Regions from separate parts of the Capra hircus genome. Here region 1 is linked to region 2. The links are chromatin contacts, called in public Hi-C maps. All regions are on one chromosome and are shown on one strand. Each heading gives the region's core, a stretch centred on a gene start, on an enhancer-like site or on the middle of the called end of the contact. The rest is flanking DNA. Distances are from core to core; before and after follow the strand shown. Region 1 holds the start of FAM166B (protein FAM166B). Region 2 overlaps LOC102178625 (phospholipid-transporting ATPase FetA).

Region 1 (6,689 bases), core at 645-3,144, 87 kb after region 2:
CGCACAGAGGCAGGGGCTCCCCGCTCCCACCGCTGGGTCCTGCCTCAGCCTTCTCCATCTCACTTGTTCCGCCTCCTGCCCCAGCTCCGGCTCCTTTTCTGCCTCCAGCTCTGCCCCCGGCTTTGGCTCTTGGTCTTTCTCCACGTCTTTTTCTCCCTTGGCCTCTTTGGGCAGCTCCTGACTCCCCTGTCCTCCACTCCACTGAGTAAAACCATTCAGAGCCTCAGCCCAGACCTGGCTGCAGTTCTTGGCAAAGATGAACTGTGCCTGTGGCACAAAACCTAGGTGGGCAGGGGACAAAGGAGATGCATTAGAGCGTGGGGCCCGTGTTCTGGGATGGGGGACCCTGTTCATACCCGTATCCGAACCTGTGTACCCGGGGACCATGCTGGAGCTGAGCCTTTCGTGTCCACGCCTGACAGGCAGGCTTCTCCTGCGAGGCTCGGGGGATCTTGGAGGCCGAATGGGAGGCAGAAGTGTGCGGTGGGCGGGGGGCCAGGCGAGGCCAGGAGAGCCTCGAAGTAGCTGCCCAGTCATCTCTCCGTAGGTCTGGCCCATGCTGAACCGAAGTAGTGGGCAGTGTCCAGTGTACCTGCAGCACAAGTCTCACCTGCTCACCTCCAGAGTCCCCCTGCCTCACCATCCCCAGACAGAGGAGCAGAGACCGCTGAGCCCCTGATCATTTCTGGACTCTGCTGTGTGTATATTTGGAGCAGGCATTTCTTAGTACTGTGTCTGGGTTTTCAACCTTCCCCTCGGCTGTTACCCTGTTGCCATGGAGAGTACAACACAAAGCTTCACAGCAGGCCCGGTTCCTACTATTCCTTTGCTTTTCCTTTTCCATGCAACATCATAGATAACCCATCCATAAGCCGCCCATACCACAATGTCCACTTGGCCCCCAAGGCCGAGGTGGCACAACTCTATATCCTTATTACCTCTCCTCCCAGAAGCAAACGGGTATGCTCTTACCCTGGGATATAATGAGGGTTCTGGGGGTTCAGTCCTGGTATGAAGGTGCTGGCCATAGCCATGGGGACCCTGGCAGTTCCTTTTGTTTCTCCTTGAGCTCAGCCTCTGGGCTGTGTGTACTAACTGTGTCCAGGGCTGGGAGGCTGAGCCAGCGGCAGGAGGCGGGGCTCAGAGGGGAGAGGGGGCGGGAGCCCTGGTGTGATGACGGCCAGGGCCAAGACCAGCAGACCAGGAGAGCAGAGGCTCGCTGGTCTGTCTGCTCCTGAACAAATGCAGTCCTGCCACCTGGGGGCAGGGAGAAGGCTGAGTACAGACAGCCTCCCCGCTGCAGGACGGAAGGAAGCCCTTGAGTGGGAGGCAGGGGAGCAAAACCTGATAGATCCATTGCGCCATTCCTAAGCCCCTCTCTGAGCACCTGTCTGAGGAGATGTGGATTCTCCTCTCTCTCAGTCTTGGTGGAAGGTGATTTCCTAGGAAAGCCCAGAGGGGAGGTGATAGGGGATAAAGGAACCAAAAGACCTCTAAGCAGTGACATTTAGTACCTCTGAAGCCTCCTATCCTCATTTATAAAATGCAGGTACTACTACTCACCCTGCCACTGTTGCGAGCCTCAGATTAATGTATACAAACATGCTTTGTAACAATAAAAACCATGAAGCCAGAGTGGTGGGGTAGGAGAAAGGGCATAGGTGTGAGGTCAGGCAGCCACGAGCTCCTAATAGTTAGCGGCCTTTAACTGTAAGCAGGTGGCTCCCTCTGAACCTAAAATCCCTAAACTCTTAACAGGAAAGCAAAAATAGTCTAGCCTACCAAGATGCTGTTAAGAATACAGTCAGTCACCGCGGCACTGTTGACAATAGCCAGGACATGGAAGCAACCTAGATGTCCATCAGCAGATGAATGGATAAGACAGCTGTGGTACACACACATGATGGAATATTACTCAGCCATAAAAAAGAATGCATTTGAATCAGTTCTAATGAGGTGGATGAAACTGGAGTCTATTATACAGAGTAAAGTCAGTCAGAAAGAAAAATACTGATACAGTGTACTAACACATATATATGGAATTCAGAAAGATGGTAATGATGACCCTATGAGAGAGCAAAAGACACAGATGTAAAGAACAGTCTTTTGGACTCTGTGGGAGAAGGTGAAGGTGGGATGATTTGAGAGAATAGCACTGAAACATGTATATTATCATATGTGAAATAGATCGCCAGTCCAGGTTTGATGCATGAGACAGGGTGCTCAGGGTTGGTGCACCGGGATGACCCTGAGGGATGGGATGGGGAGGGAAGTAGGAGGGGGGCTCAGGTTGGGGAACACATGTACACCCGTGGCTGATTCATGTCAATGTATGGTAAAAACCACTACAATATTGTAAAGTAATGAGCCTCCAATTAAATTAATTTAAAAAAAAGAACACAGATAGTGTGTGTGAAAAGACTTACCCCATCACCTGGCACACAGCTTCTAAAACTTAATTTCATTTCCAATTGTTTAGTATTATCTCTAAATTTCTAATACAAAGGGGAGATCAGTGAATGGTTAGTAAATTCAGTGGATACAGGTTTCCTCAATGTGGGAGTTCAGGGGAAGGAGATATGAAGGTAATGTTAAAACTAGGAGGCAAATTAGAATTTGTTACCAAAACCATTCAGATTCTAAGAGAAGTATAGACCAAGAAAAAGAGATCTGGGGGATGCTACCTTTCCAGAAGGCAGAACCTCTGCCCTCCTCCCCTCCCTGCCCCCACGGCCAGTGCCAGGGCTGACGAAGCACGTGTCACTGACTTCTTCGGCTTGCACAAGAGCACTGGGCACCAAAGAATAAATTTCACGTTCCTCACTGTTCTGCCAAGGACAACCTTGGTATGTGTCATGAGAGCTAGAACTGTAGGGGGCGTGGCTCACAGGAAGTATGCTGGAGTGAGGGAGGGAGCTGAAGGCAGAGCCTAGAATAGCAGAAGTATGTCAAGGCTAACAACCTGGATTCTGTAACAGACACTGTTGGTTGCACACTTCATACCTATTCCCTACCCCCATCTCCCTTCTTCCTAACAGGACTTCAATTTTGTTCTGCCAAGCAGTCAGGAGCTTCAGGGAAGCTCAGAACCAGCCATAGGAATGCGTCTTGATTAGTCTAAGCCCATCATAGTGGTCCCGTTTCCCTTGCCAATGACTGGTTAGGTTTGGGCTTGTGGCAATCTGAACAATATGAGAGCAAGTCTGCTGGGATGAAGGAGGGTCCTAGGGAAAGTTTCTTTGCTCTTAAAAAAGATGCACAACAAATTAGAGAAAGAGAGATGGACAAAAAGGAATGTCTTTTCCTGCCTTGAGAAATTCTGTGAATATGATGTTGGAACTTTGGCAGGAATCATAAATCTTGCGGAAAGCTAAGCTAACCTCCAGATAAAGCCTTAATCCATCCAGGGTGGATGGTAGAATAGAAAGGCCTAGATCCTTGATGGTAATGTAGAGTCTCAGAATTAACCATCCTTCTTATGAAGTGATTTCATTATTGTTAAGGCCACTTCCAACTTCTCTTTCACTTAGAGTCAAAGGTATCATAATATAAAACAAAACGAAAACACTAGTTCAAATCCTAGTCACTAGAGATACAGACCCTGGCTAAATTCATTTCATCAGACCCCAGTATTCTCATCTATAAAATGGTAAGCTAATGTTACTACCTCATTGAGTAGGATAAGGTAGCTGAATCATGCATAATGAAGAAGAATCAGCAAAAGAGCCCCAGAAGGAACCAATAAAATAGGAGAATCAAAAAACTAAAGGAAGGGGAATTCCCTGGTGGTCCAGTGATTAGGATTCTGAGCTCTCACTGCTAAGGGCTTGGGTTCTACCCCTGGTTGAGGGGCTAAGATCATGCAAGTGCACCCCCTACCCCCACAAAAAAAAAAAAAAGGAACTAAATGAAGAAAGTAATTCAAGATGTGATAATGGTATTATGGTTACATAGAAAATTACCTTGGAAGATAACACTAATGAAGTGTCATAATGCCTGCAATGTACTTTCAAATGGTACAATAAAAAATCATACTAAATAGTACAGTATAACCATACTATATCAAATACCACACCATACAATTTTTTATCAGAGAGAGACAGAACAAACATAACAAAATAACAATTGTTGAATTGAGCTGAGGGTTATTCAGTTATTCAGACTTTCCTGGTGGCTCAGCGGTAAAGAATCCACTTGCAATGCAGAAGTTGCTGGAGACGCAGGTTTGATCCCTGGGTTGGGAAGGTCCCCTGGAGGAGGGCATGGCAACACACTCCAGTATTCTTGACCGAAGAATCCCCATGGACAGAGGAACCTGGCAGGCTACAGTCCATGGGGTAGAAAAGAGTCAGACACGACTGAAGCAACTTAGCATGCACATACAGATGTTCACTGTGTATTCCTTCAGCTTTTCTGCATGTTTGGAATTTTTTCAAAATAAAGAGATAGTGGAAGAGACTATTTTAAAAGGAATAGGATATGAATATATCCATTTAACTGCTCTTCCTAAGGGTCACACAAAAATTACCCATATTGAGGTTTCTAAATACCATTTCCAATGAAAAGGAATCATGAATCACTGGAAAAAATAACTGATAGCAGCTCCAGTCTAGCAATTCACAAAATGAGACTAGAACATTTTATTATATCAAAGAGCAAGAAACCTTAAGAGTCATGTCAAAAGGACTCAGAAGCCAGCTTGAATGTGTCCAGTGGCCAAAATAGGACAGTTTAAAACTCAAAAACTTTTTTTAATTGCCAGTGATTAAGACATATCATATATGTATTAAATTATGAGTTTATGATGATACTACAAAAAACACCTCATTGGCCACTGTTGGAGGATGCTAGAGAACCAACTCACTACTTTAAAAGCTGGTAAAATAAAACAGAAACAAGCTTTTTTATTTTTTTATTTTTTTTGCCTTTCCCATATGAATATGTCTCTGAGTAACAAGTAGTTTAATAAGGAAAAGTTCTCAATCAGGAACAATTTTGCCCCCAGGGGGACAATGTCTAAATGACATTTTAGTGATTACAACTGGAGGAACTGCTACTGACATTCAGTGGGTCGAGGACAGGGATGCTGCTAAACATCCCTACAATGCACCAGGACAGCCTCCTACTATAAAGAACCTCTACAGTCCAAAATGTCAATAACAGCAATTTTCCTCCAATTAAAAAATAAACTAATTTTTTAAAATATCAATAGTGCCACATTTGAGAAACCCATCACAAAGACCACCACTGTATCTGTGTGTCTGCTCAGTCACTCAGTCAAGTCTGTCTCTTTGGGACCCCATGGACTGTAGCCCGCCAGGCTCCTCTGTCCTTGGGATTCTCCAGGCACGAATTCTAGAGTGGGTTGCCATGCCCTCCTCCAGGGGATCTTCCCAATCCAGAGATCAAACCCAGGTCTCCCACATTGCAGGCAATTCTTTACCATCCGAGCCACGAGGGAAGTCCAACACTGTATATACATCATGATAAAAGTGTTAAAACCACCTACAAATTAGTTTTGCCAAAATAATAAAATATAAATCTAATTGTCTCTACACCTTTACTGGAAATACAGGGGACTGAAGAACATGCTAAAAGCTTAGCAAAATTCAGATTCTGAGAAACTCCATAAGGACAAATGACCCGGTTTCTTAAAAAAAATGGAGGAGGGGAGATAATGGACGGAGTTAAAGGTTTAAGAGACATCAGCCTCAAAGTATGGACCTTATTTAGATTTTGATTCAAATTAACAATTTGGGGAACTTCCCTGGTGGTCCAGTGGCTAAGACTCTGCACTCCCAATGCAGGGGGCCCAAGTTTGATTCCTAATCAAGGAACTAGATTCCACATGCTGCAACTAAAAACACGGCACACCTCAATGAAGACTGAAGATCCTGAGTGCCACAACCAAGACCTGGCACAGCCAAATAAATAAATATTTTTTTAAAAAAACTAAAGTAATTCAATGAGGAAAATATGAAAAGCTAGATGCTTGATGGTATTAAGTAATTTTTTTTTTAAGTATGACATAGTACTGTGATTTTGTTTTAAAGAAGAATCCTTATCTTTTAGAGGTAACACACTGAAATATTTATTGATAAAAAGACAATGTCAGAAATATGCACCAAATAACTAGGTGGGGGAGAAAAGCAGTAGTATAGATAAAACAAGATTGTCCATGAACTGATTACTGGAGAATCACCGGCATAGAAGATACAAAAAAGCAGATATTTTCACTTCTACCCAGTCATTTATGGCAACAGTATAACTGAGGCATGGGTAAGTGATTTTGAACAATGTTTCGCCAACAAAATGGTCTTACCCAAGGTAAATAAGGGTTCATTGTTCTATTCCTTCTTTTTTTTCACATTTGAATTTTCCACCTTAAAAAGTTTGAAAAATGACAACAAAAGGATCTTCTAGCAGCCCAGTTCAAGGAACATTTCAAGCTCATCTTAGCACACCTCTCTGCACTATTTAATACTGTTCATTATTCCACTTTTCCTAAACTCTCCATTCCTTGGATTCCACTTGCCACTATTTGTTATATCATTGTCAGTGAAAAGTATTCAGATATTTAGATGAATACACAGATATAGTGCTAGCTCAGTCACAGACTGGAGTTTCATATTATAATGTAAATATATGTCAGCTCTATTCTAAACAGCTTTATTATGACTTTAATTAAA
Region 2 (6,376 bases), core at 3,758-6,257:
TTACCACTGAGCCACCTGGGAAACCAACCAGCTGTAGACAGATACACAAATTTGCTATTTAAGATGCCCACTGAATACTTGATGAAGGAAGGCAGGGAGAAACGAAAATAAATGAATGTATGCTTGTAAAAAAAAACAACAGTAACACCCTTATTTTTTATAAAATTCCTTTTTACTTTATTACTCCCTTCTTTCTCATATTATAAACATCATTATCTTCTGTGTGGAGGGTGAATTAACTATCCCAATTTTAGAAGAAATCTGAAGGCTTCATTCTTTACCATGGTCACAGCAAACTACCTAACCATAGGTAGAAGTTAGAATCTTCTGTCTCTCAGAAGTATTCTCGGACTTTATACCCAGCTATGCTGGCCTAATCTTTAGGGCATCAGACTAAGAAAACAGGTGTTTTCTGGTTAGGCTAGGTAGTAGCCCTGTGATACTAGGCAATAAACCCTCTCTTGCGGGCAGAGGGAGCCTGTGGGGCTAGTCTGTTATTCCTTGACTCAGCCCTGTCTCAGCCCAAGTCCACTCTGCATACACATGTCTTCCAGGATTTTGCCAGTGATGGCCTTCGCACCCTCATGCTGGCCTACCGAGAACTGGACAGTGCATTCTTCCAGGACTGGAGCAAGAAGCACAGTGAAGCCTGCTTGTCTTTGGAGAACCGGGAAAATAAAATATCAATTGTCTATGAAGAGATTGAAAGAGACCTTATGGTTAGTGTGCGAAAATCAGGGACAGATTGGGGGCAGGGGAGCAGTTGGGAGACTGAACAGAGACTCTGAGAATGCCTTCCAGCAAATCATAGGTTCAGGCTGTCTCTGGATACTGGAATCCAAGCTGACTCAGGATATCATGGATCTTTGTAATCCATAAATAATGAAAAATGCATTGGTTGTAAATTTCATCCTTCTGGCAGTGTTTCTTATCCCAAAGATGTCCACAGAAGCTAAGTAAGCTGGAAGAAATCAAGGTCTGATGATGTACAAATTAGATAATCCAGAATTAATTGATGGAATAATCAAGACAATAGTATTCACTCTTTCATTCAACAACATTTTATTAAGTGCTGTGCCAGGTACTGTTTTAAGCCCTGAGCATGTAGTAGTAGACAAAACAGACCAAAAAGTAATATATATACATAGTATGTTAGGTGGTGACAGTTCTGTGGAAGAAAATAAAGCCAGGAAGAAAGGTTGGGAGTATCAGCACATGCATGTGTGTGTGTGTTAATAGAAGACAGAGCATAACTGCTATTTTTAAAAAGGCACTTGGTCTTCACTATGAAAAATATATCTGAGCAGAGATTTGAAGAAGGTGCAAGCCAAGCAGATCTCTGGGGAGTCAGTTTTCCAGAAAGAAGGAATAGTAAAAGCAAGGACCCTGAAACAGGAGCAGACCTAATTTGTTAGTTGAAGAGCAAGGCAGCTGATGTGACTGATACAGTGTAAGCAAGGAGGAGAGATTAAAAGTACCTGAAACAGAGAAGCAGTAGCAAGTCTTGACAGGCTGGTATAAAGACTTACATGAGACATGGAAAACCACTGAAGAGCTCAACCAGAGGAGTGATGTGATAGCTTTTACAATGATTAGTCTGACTGCCATGTGGGGATTATGCTGTAAAGGAGCAAGTGCAGACACAGGGAGACCAAGTAGAAAGTAACTGCAATAGTACCAGAGAGAAATGATGATGGCTTGGATCAGATAGAAGTAGTGGAAGTGGTGAGAAATGGTCAAATTATGTACATTTTTAAACAGTAGAGCCAGCAGAATTTGCTGGTGGATTATAGAATATGATAAAAAAAAAAAAAAAGTTAAGTGGGAGGTGAGAGGGGGATTCAGGATTGGGAGCTCGTATACACCCGTGGTGGATTCATGTCAATGTATGGCAAAACCAATACAGTATTGTAAAGTAAAATAAAGTAAAAATAAAATTTTTAAAAATAATAAATAAATAAATTTTAAAAACGAAAAAAAAAAAGTTAAGGATGACCCCAAAATTTTTGACCAGATTGATACATGCTCTGCTATAAAAAGAGAAATTGCTGTGGTCTAGTGGTTAAGAATTCATCCGCCAGTGAAGGAGACATGGTTTCAGTCCCCGATCAGGGAAGATCCCACACTCCATGGAGCAACTAAGCTCCTGTGCCACAACTACCAAGCCTGCGCTCTAGAGCCTGGGAGCCACAACTATTGAGCCCATGTGTTGCAACTACTGAAGCCTGCCTGCCCTAGAGGCCGTACTCCTCATCAAGAGAAGCTGCCACAGTGAGAAGCCTGCGCACCACAACTAGAAAAAAGCCCAGACAGCAATGAAGACCCAGCACAGCCAAAAATAAATAAATAAAATTAGTTTCGTAAAAATAAGAGAAATTGCTGTTACTAAACGGGAAAATTTAGAGATGCCAAAGGTCACAAATCTCCTTCCATTGTTAGCTCTGTGGTGAGTGTTTCTAGTCTGTCCTTTTAGAGGCCCAGCAGCAATCAGTCAGTAGTTTGTCCGTCTGTCAGTTCCTCAGACTCAGTGTTGGTGCCCATCCCTGTGATCAGTAGGATATCACGGAGAAGAAAGCATGGTGTGGACCAACATGCTTTTGATCTAGTGTGGGAAAGGCCTTGAAAACCTTAGAAACTCTCAGTAGATACAAACAAATGAAGTTCATCCGAACTCTTTTAGAGCTGGAAAGCTAGAGTTGGATTTGGGCGTCCCTTGTCTGAGACATACCACTTTTGGAGACCAAAGCCAGGAAACGTGCTCTGAAAGCAAGGGAGAGGGAAAAGTGTGTTGAGAAACAGAGGGTTTAGAAGTGGCACAAAGCTTCATGTACGACTTAGTCAGTCTTTTCCCTCTTTGATTCCTTATATTCTGTTTCTAAATTTGATGTCAGTGTGTGATTGAAGAAGTGTGTCTGTTGAAGGGCAGAAGGTCGTGAGTTTTATGCCATTGAGGCCCTCGTGCCAGGACAGAGCCAGCTTACTAAAGAGGATACTAAGGTGCCAGTCAAGTTGTTGGGTACCACTAAATGCTGGGAAGGATTGAAGGCAGGAGGAGAAGGGGGTGACAGAGGATGATGGTTGGATGGCATCGACTCAATGGATATGAGTTGAGCAAACTGTAGGAGATAGTGAGGGACAGGGAAGCCTGGTGTGCTGCAATCCATGGGGTCACAAAGAGTCAGATATGACTGAGCTACTGATCAACAACAAAATGCCATGAGTCTCTTCCTTTCCCTCTCTCACTGATATCTCTGTTCGAAGCTGTTAGGGGCCACAGCCATAGAAGACAAGCTGCAGGATGGAGTACCTGAGACGATCCTCACTCTGAACAAAGCCAAAATTAAAATTTGGGTTTTAACTGGAGACAAGCAAGGTAAGGGGAGTTCCTTGCCTGACCAATGCTACAGCCTAAATATATCTCAGTCCCCCATAAAATCTAGCATAGAAATGGGCACAGTACTATTCAAGGAAGTATATCCAGATTGCCTGGAGAAGTGAGTACAGACTGGAATTGCTTTAAGTAATAAGGAAAGCTTCCTAGAGGAAGCTAAGCCAGAATGATCCTAGTTATTGATTGATAACTTACAAGTCTGTCCTGTGGATGTTTGAATATAGTCTCTACTGACTCATGAAAAACACGTTCAAATGCATCCATGGCAAATGAGGACACATGGGGTCTGCAGCCCGTGTGTCTGCACCTTATGCCTGTGAACTGTAAAGACCCTGTCCCAGCCGAATGCGACCTGTGTTCCCCCTTGCCCTGCAGAGACTGCTGTGAACATTGCCTATGCCTGTAACATATTCGAGGATGAGATGGATGAGATATTTATCGTGGAAGGCAACAATGGTGAGACTGTTGGAGGAGAACTCAGGTATGAGGGACGAACTGCCACAGCCTGTCACTGGAACCAAGATTTCCCACCCATCTCTTCCCTCAGTATGCCTCCCACAGTACCAGAAGGGACAGAGAAGAAGTGGGGGAGGGCAAAACAAAAATCCTAAAATATCTGAGAGAATTTTGTGAAGAAGCATTAGAGCTCAAGGAGTCCGCGGAAGTGGAGAAGTGTCATGTGTAGATAACACGCAAGGCGGGGGCAGGTCTCAGAAGATGGTTGCGTCTGAGGCCCTGGGAGGTACTCTGCAGAGGTTCTGCATCCATCTGGCCCATTTTCACTTTGGGACACCTTTTCCTTCCTAAGCTCTAGGGCTTCTGGTCAGACATTAATCATCACTCTTGACTTACAGGTCAGCAAGGGAAAAGATGAAACCTGGCTCTCTATTGGAATCAGACCCCGTAAACAGTTACCTCACCACAAAGCCCCAGCCACCCTTCAAAATACCTGAGGAGGTGCCCAGTGGCAGCTATGGCTTAATCATCAATGGCTACAGTCTGGTGGGCAACACAGATCTACAACTCTGTTCTCTTCTTCCAAGGAGCTCTTTTCCTAGGTCCAACCCACTTCAGGGAAATTTCAAGATCCTTTTGCTATTCCTTGAGTTACCCTAGTCCCCCTCCCTGTGAGACACCTTTCCCTGGCCTTCTCTAGGCAGGAGTAATGAGGAAAGAGAAGCCAAGGGCTTATTCCTTCCTTCTCCAAATTCTTCACTGCTGGTGTGGCCCATTACTTGAGGAAGGGGGGAAGTGAGCAGAACCAGGTCCTCCAAAAGGTCTCTGGGCCTTATAACCCAGTCAACCAATTTGACCCAGTGAGAGACTCTCATGGTTTCCCACTGGAAGCTGGGTCAGGATGCCTAGAACTGACTTGGGGGCTTGGCTTCACTGGGAATGGAGCATCTTGGGAGCAGCTCTGCCTGAGAGGGGAGAATGGAGGGGAAAGAGAGGGCCGAGGAAGGTTCTGTCCCAAGAGCTTTTGGGGCAGCCTGGAATGTAGATGTGTCCTGGCGCTGCAGGCCCACGCTCTAGAAGGAAACCTGGAGTTGGAACTGCTGCGGACGGCGTGCATGTGCAAGGGGGTGATCTGCTGCCGGATGACGCCCCTCCAGAAGGCCCAGGTGGTAGAACTGGTGAAGAAGTACAAGAAGGTGGTGACGCTGGCCATCGGGGATGGGGCCAATGACGTCAGCATGATCAAAGGCATGTGAGGGCTCGGGGGCAGTAGTGCCTAGCCATGGGCTCACCCTTTCCTTCTTCCATGGGCAAAACAGATGTGCATGGCACTGTGCTTCTGGTTCATTCTCCTGCATATCTCCTGTATGTATTGTACATTTATACTGTTTTGCAACTTCATTCATGTTCCTCGGCACCTGAGTACCCACTTATTTATACAGCATTACATACAGTCGTGCACACACATTCAGACTCATGCATGTAACTCATGCACTCAGATACCCACGGCTCCAACAAGAACACAAGCACATACTCAGAGAACAAGCTGTGCAACCACAACACCCATCTTGTTGAGATGGCATCAAAGCCCACAGAAAGGACCGTGGGACCGGAGTCATGGTTGGTTCCTTTCTTGAAGGCTGTAGAGTTGAGCAATGTTAGGCAGACAGCAGGGCTGCCCAACCAGGGAATTAGCTGTGCAGCCTGATCCAGGGATCTTTTCCTCTCTGAGGCATTATTCCCAAGAGCTTTCCCTGACTCCCCTGGCTGGAGAAGAATAGCAAACTTTCTGATGCTTCAGAGTAATAGAAGCAAATGGCTGAAACTGGTGTTAATTTCAGCTGAACGCTGTTAGCCTCCAGCAGCTTATAGTTCTGTGAGCTGTGATCACACCTAGGGGTCCTCTAGCCCAACCTCTCTCCCATACTGAAGACACTAGCATATATGCCAGCCTCAGTTTCAACACTAGGAAGTGTTCTTGCTCTCTTTCTCCAGTTTCTAGAACTTCTTTAACTTTTAGGGCCTCAGAGGTTTTAGTTATTCTGTTAAGCAGTGTAATAGGTATGTACCAGAAGATCAAAGAATTTAATCTATACTACCACAGGCCAATTAAAACTTTTAGAAATTTAGGTCTTATCTTCCATCAAGCATAAAAGTGAAAGTGTTAGTTGCTCGACGTGTCTGACTCTATGCAACCCCATGACCTGTAGCTCACTAGGCTCCTCTGTCCGTGGAATTCTGTAAGCAAGAATACTGGAGTGCATAGCCATTCCCTTCTCCAGGGAATCTTCCTGACCCAGGGATTGAACCCGAGTCTCCCTTGCTTTATCCAGAAAAAGACACCTTAAGCTTCCTGAAGAACTAATTTCTTGCTAACAAAGTATGTCCATCACTGTTCTCCCAACAGTTGAAGTTTAGCTCCTTAGATAAACTTAGATAAATAAACAATGTGTTAGGTTGATATCCATCCTGAATCTTTAAGTGGCCTCAGGAGATAACAAGAAATTTGTTACCTGAGGATCTTGGCAG

The links. A called contact is a pair of places that touch in the nucleus more often than the background predicts.
Region 1: a contact with region 2 is called in a Hi-C map of liver, with 3 times the contacts expected there. The contact joins the promoter of FAM166B here to the enhancer-like site in region 2. A contact is called at or near these places in 2 of 5 Hi-C or Micro-C datasets (blood and liver).

Annotation. Positions count from the first base shown.
Region 1 is chr8:59,598,941-59,605,629 of ARS1.2, forward strand. FAM166B (protein FAM166B) reads right to left here and starts at 1,895. Exons shown (of 6, transcript XM_005683833.3): 1 at 973-1,895; 2 at 369-592; 3 at 64-281. The coding sequence starts at 1,034.
Region 2 is chr8:59,509,119-59,515,494 of ARS1.2, forward strand. LOC102178625 (phospholipid-transporting ATPase FetA) reads left to right here. Exons shown (of 26, transcript XM_018052119.1): 16 at 555-719; 17 at 3,262-3,373; 18 at 3,767-3,872; 19 at 4,246-4,393; 20 at 4,912-5,095. Among named protein-coding and RNA genes, the nearest start is that of RUSC2, 22 kb to the right of the region's middle. Within about 2 kb of position 5,008, at least 1 of the 5 cell types and tissues checked has an H3K27ac peak or open chromatin away from gene starts, as enhancers often do.